Regions from separate parts of the Rattus norvegicus genome. Here region 1 is linked to region 2. A link is a contact called in public Hi-C data. All regions are on one chromosome and are shown on one strand. The core of a region is the stretch at or near the end of the contact, and the rest is flanking DNA. Distances in the headings are between cores, read along the strand shown.

Region 1 (2,780 bases), core at 225-2,724, 610 kb after region 2:
ACTTTACAGACTGAGATTTTTACTCGAAATAAAGGGAAATGACATGACCAGAAAAACACTGTGGGTACCTTTGTGTGAAAAGGATTCTCTGGCCCCTGGTGCAGTTGATCTGACTGTTTCATAGTTCATAACATTATTTGGAACCAGTGGGAAGGGGATGTGGCAAAGCTATGAAACCCACCACACATGCCACATGCCTCACAGCCCTCCAGTCAGCCCCTCCTCCTCCCCCAACTGCACCTTTGCAACTGTAAGTTGTAAGGGGAATGGGACCAAGTAGCTCACCACAGGTTTATCTAGTGAAGGTTTATCTTAGCCCTGATCTAACATGGTCATGATTTGTAGCCCAGGCTAGCCTAGAACTCTTGGTCTGCCTGCCTCAGCCCTGCAGATGCTCGTGTTGTGTGCGTCAACCTGGCTTAGGCTTCACTCAGTTCTCATGATCCACAAGACTCCACCTAGCCCTGCGGTTCACTGCCTAGGCTAGGCTGGTTGGTTGGTCTTGGAGCCCCAGGACGCCTGTCTCCACTTTGACAACACTGGATTACAAGGGTGAGAGCCACTATGCCTGGTTTTTTACATGGGTTCTGAGGATGTGAACCCAGGTCCTAATGATTGCAGGATCCTTACTGACTGAGCCATTTCCCCAGCCCCTGTATTTGTCACATTTATCAGGGACAGGTGGGAGATTGAAAGAGGGAACAGAATGGACAAGTGACACCTAGACTTGGGTTCGATTTTAGTCTCTGTCACTTACTAGTATAACCTTTGCTAAGTCATTTACATGCTTTACTTGTCAGTTGTTTTATGCAGAGAATATAACAACACACATGACACATGGTGCGATAACACACTTGACATGTGATGTAGCAATACACATGACACATGGTATGATTACACACTTGACATGTGATATAGCAACACACATGACACATGGTCTACAGGCTCTGGGCTCATTTCCACGTCACGAGTGAATGCTTCTGATAAAATATAATTTCTGATAGACAATGCCCTCACAATTGGCAAATACATACTTGGTTGACTATTTGACTTGTCTGTGCCAATGTTGACAATTCAAAGGAGACAACTATGCAAACCTTCATTTTGTAGGATGTGATCTCCACTGCAATAAAAATATTTTTTAAGTATCAGTTTGTATCCAAAATCTCACATTGAAAACTCCTATTGGTAATATGAAAACAAATGTTCGTACAAGTGAGTAGACATTTGTACATGCTTCTCCCAGTCCTCTCAAGAGGCACCATGGCCATGGTAGGCTGAAGGTAGAGCGTATCAGTGAGCCAGTGTACTCGATCGGGGTGACATTCCCCTCAGAGGCCCTGTTTGGCTATTTGGGTAGACATGGGCAAGCCTCCCCCAGATGCAAACATACAAGGACATGGTGCTGAGTACTGTCTGACTCTTCACGTTTCTGGTTAGTAGATGTTTCCCTGAATGCTCACTGTCCTCTCCAGCTGCAGAATTGGCTCCTGTCACTCAACACATTACAACAGTAGGATAGGTGTGAGCTTTGCACTTGCCCTCTATGACCACGAACTCGGAAGGTGCTGCAGGGAAATGGCGTGAGCTTAGGGACACCTTAGACTTAAAAAAGACTTCAAATAATCACGTATTTCACACAAGTACTTTCTAGACATTGTAAAATCTGCATATTATAAAACAACTAGTTACTGCTAAGTAGAAAAGAGCCCTCTACTTTCCACTCCAATCCCCACACCACCTCCAGAGTTACAAATGTCTCCAGCAACAGGAATAAACAAAGACAGAAGTAAACGCAAACACTCATACTCAGAGGAAAGGCACCAGGGTTGCCTTGGATAAAGCAAATAATTGCGTGTGTGTGTGTGTGTGTGTGTGTGTGTGTGTGTGTGTGTGTGTGTGTGTTTAAAAGGGTCATTGCAGAAAAAAATTATGTTTTCCCCAAAGGTATTTTTGAAAACACCCACTTATTTGAGAGCATTTTGTTATGATAGACTAGAATGGTTGAGATGTGTTCTGCTTTCCTGGAACAACCTGCAAACTAAAGAGAAAGGGATAAGCTGACCCAGTGGTATTTGGAGCCAGACAAATGTTACAAATGTTTTTCTCCCGATGTTTGGGTTTTTCAAAACCAAAAACATTCGCCTTTGCTCTTGAGTTTTAACAAGCCATTTGTATTTAGAGGGAAACTTATTCCACATGTGTTTAATATGCTTACACTCCAATCATTAGTGGGTTGGGTTATAGGTGACCAAGAACCCTGTATGTGTCTTGTGTGCCTCTTGTCTCACCACACAAGCTGGGGTTCTATCAAAGGGTCAGATTTGCCCACTGGCTTTGTAGCCTGAATTATAATTTCACAGACAAAATTCCCAAGCATTTAATTTAGTGGGTTAGTACCACAGGATTTCCAATTTCCAGAAAGGAAATAAGCTTATTAGTAAATTTACCACCAAGAAAAAAAAAATGTAAGGAACAAAGAAAGCGTCCTACGATACTTTATGTCTGGTCCACTATTGATTTTAAGTGGCAGTAGATGTGCTCTAACTACAAACCAGAAGACTCGGGTAGAGTCTAAATAGGACCTTGGGTTATCATAAATATCAGAAGAAAAGAAAGAAAACAAAATCCTACCCCCTGGCATGGTAATGGGTCCTACATCTGAAAGCCTTATTCCTATAGAGTCCTGTGGTATTTCTAAAATCACGATGTAAGGGAAACAGAATCTAGGCAGGTTGTCATCTCCACACCATGGTGTTTTCAGTTTTGGGAAGAAAGAA
Region 2 (2,791 bases), core at 15-2,514:
CTAAGAAGGTTGCTGTCAACCAAACCCCAACGCAACTTAAATCTTTTAAGAAGTATTTAAACTAACATTTGCAATACAAATTCCTACCTTGATTATATGATGGGACAGTATTTTTTTCCCCACTTCAGGTCCTCCTGGTCATGTTTCCGAAGTTCTCGTCACTTTTTATTTAGTGACTAACTAAGTTTGTTGTGTATTTTAATTAGGTTTTAAAAATTAGGTGGCATTTTTTGGGCTCTTTTAACAGAATATTGCTGTGTGTACACATCTCAGCACGAGTTGCCATTTGGTGTCATAGGACAGCTACTGAGAGTAGCCAGTGTAAGAATAACTGTAAAATAGGATAATACAGATGAGATACCTTATTAACAAAGAGAGAATCCCTTTTAATTTTAAAAGTGAACAGGAAGATTAAGCTGTGGCCTTCTTCCTTGAGGAATATTTAACCAGTTTAAAAGAGAATTAAAGAAAAACCACACAAGAGTGAATGCAGGCCCCGGAAGCCAATGTATTCCAGTTCCCTTTAGGTAATGTAGTGTGTCTGTTGTTGTAACTGTCTGTGTGTCTCCCTTCCCTAATCTTTTTTTTTTCCTTAGAAATCTGATTTTTAAAGTTTTGATTTGTATTTTATTCATGAAATAAACAAGCCTGAAACCTTTGTTTCTTAGAGGCAACATCTTTTAGGGGAAATATATATAAACAGCCTCCTGTCCCAATGTTATTTTGTGCCTAACTGGCCACTTCTTAAGCCTTCCACCCCCAATAGCTTCCACCTTGAGGTCACTTCTGGAACTGCCTGTGACCCTGACCATGGTCCAAACATACTATGTAGTGTCTAGAAGATACTGCTGGGTCTTGTTACTAGGCCGTTCTAAATCTGTCACTAATGTATTCCCCCAGCAGCATTGGTATAACTTTGGTTTTGTCTTTTAAAATGCAGTATGAGGCGCTTGGGCAACCAGGGGATTGAGCCTGCTCTTGGTCTGATAAAGGATTCAAATTTTTTAAATTGCCTCAGTCAATGTGAATTCTGGTTCTGTTTTTTAGTTCTGGCTAAATAAATGGGACAGGCCCAGGGAGAGCTCCATAATTAAAAGGAATACACCCATTCTTGGGGAGTTTTCCTCTGGACATTAGGGGTGTTAAAAGCTGTCTTCTTGGTTTGGGAAGGCAACTTTTCCCAGTCCTTTACAGGAAGTTGGGATACCAATAGTGGGAGACTCTGCATTCTGGTTCGAGCTCTCATGAGAGTTACAGGTTTGCTTGAATAAATAAATGGCTGGCCAAGTATGTAAATGATTAAATGAGTGACGTGACGGACAAGTCTGGCCCAGAGTGTTGTTTATTCGATTGATTGATTGATTGACTCGTTGATATTTCTGTTTTGTCTGGTTCTCGCAAATGGAAGATGATTGAATTTCTGCTGGTTTTCTGGGTTCTGCCAGTAGGTGGCACCCTCTGCACGCCATTGCTAACTTTTTTTTCTTGTTTTCCCCCTCTCAAGTCAGCTCCACGCAGTGGGGAGTCCACACCCAGCCCAAGCTTTCTTAGGGCAAGGTCCCTAGGATCTCCACTCGCCTTGGGCTGCCCCTGTCCTGCCAGCGCAGTAGTCAGAGGAAACACCACACCCTCTGGGTGGGGGAGGTGGGCAGTGATTTAGAGAAAGGGCATCGCCCTTTCCTGATCTCTGTTCCTTTTTCTACTTCAGATCTGTATAACTGGAAGATCCAGACCACTACCACCATCCCTCCCTTTTTTTCCCCTCCTGATAAGTCCCAAGCCATAACTGGTAACTGCCCTCTGTCACTCACACCCATCTCCTTACGTGGGATGTTTGCCAGCAATTCTGACTCTGTTTACTTTGGCGGATAGGAAACTTAGTAGGGCAGGGGCAAAGAAGGTTTTTTTTTTTTGTTTTGTTTTGTTTTTTTTTTTTTTTGGCCTCAGCCACCGGTACATATACTGAAAGCTACTGTCTTTTGAAGCGGCTTTTCCTCCCAAACACCCCGAAACACCAGCATGCACGCAGGTTCTCAGGTCTTAGACACTGTACTTTATAATTGGAATTCAGGGTGTGGCTCAAAAACCCATTAATTTGTGTACAACTTCTGAGGTTCCTTAGGGCTCAGAAGAGTCCTGGAGCAGTTCTAAAGCATTTGTGGGGTTCAGGGGTGGGGGGTCCTTAAAATTTTATACCTCTTTTGATCCATTGGCTGCAGAAAATGCTAGGACATTAAATTTAACTTTTTGTCACTCAATCACTTCTAGACATCTACAAAAACAGAAACAAACAAAAAAGTTAGAGGGATTTACAGGAGCACAAACTCTCCGTGTACAATGGCCAGGACACTTAAGGGGCAGAGGCAAAGCCAAGAGAGTGCTGGCTGCTGCCCTACGGCTCATCTGAATTCCCCACTGCTTTACCTGCTCACGTCCAAGGGAGAGATCTTAAAAAACAAAGAAATGAAAAAGATAATAATTTAAAAAAAGACGCTAGTACAAGGGACCACAGGCACAATTAGAAACCACAACCTAAAAAGAACAGTTAACCTGAGCTACAGGTATGTGACTCACCCCTTCAAGGTGGTCCCAGACTGCCCTTTTCTTCCTTCTGAGCAGAGATGTTCATTGAAGATTAGGCACCACCGGGATTGGGGATTTAGCTCAGTGGTAGAGCGCTTGCCTAGCAAGCACAAGGCCCTGGGTTCGGTCCCCAGCTCCGAAAAAAAGAAAAAAGAAAAAAAAAAAAAAAAGATTAGGCACCACCACTGCCTTTACTCCTCAAAACAAA

The links. A called contact is a pair of places that touch in the nucleus more often than the background predicts.
Region 1: a Hi-C map of liver shows a contact between it and region 2, with 7 times the contacts expected there. The contact joins two enhancer-like sites. A contact is called at or near these places in 12 of 12 Hi-C or Micro-C datasets (the A7r5 cell line, the Rat2 cell line, Schwann cells and 7 more) and 1 of 1 datasets of contacts at active chromatin or transcription factors (oligodendrocytes).

Annotation. Positions count from the first base shown.
Region 1 is chr2:139,063,972-139,066,751 of GRCr8, forward strand. No RefSeq gene overlaps it. Among named protein-coding and RNA genes, the nearest start is that of Trnak-cuu5, 160 kb to the left of the region's middle. Within about 2 kb of position 1,475, at least 3 of the 93 cell types and tissues checked have an H3K27ac peak or open chromatin away from gene starts, as enhancers often do. A contact at or near this core is called in liver, where this site is marked.
Region 2 is chr2:138,449,382-138,452,172 of GRCr8, forward strand. No RefSeq gene overlaps it. Among named protein-coding and RNA genes, the nearest start is that of Foxo1, 12 kb to the right of the region's middle. Within about 2 kb of position 1,265, at least 11 of the 93 cell types and tissues checked have an H3K27ac peak or open chromatin away from gene starts, as enhancers often do. A contact at or near this core is called in liver, where this site is marked.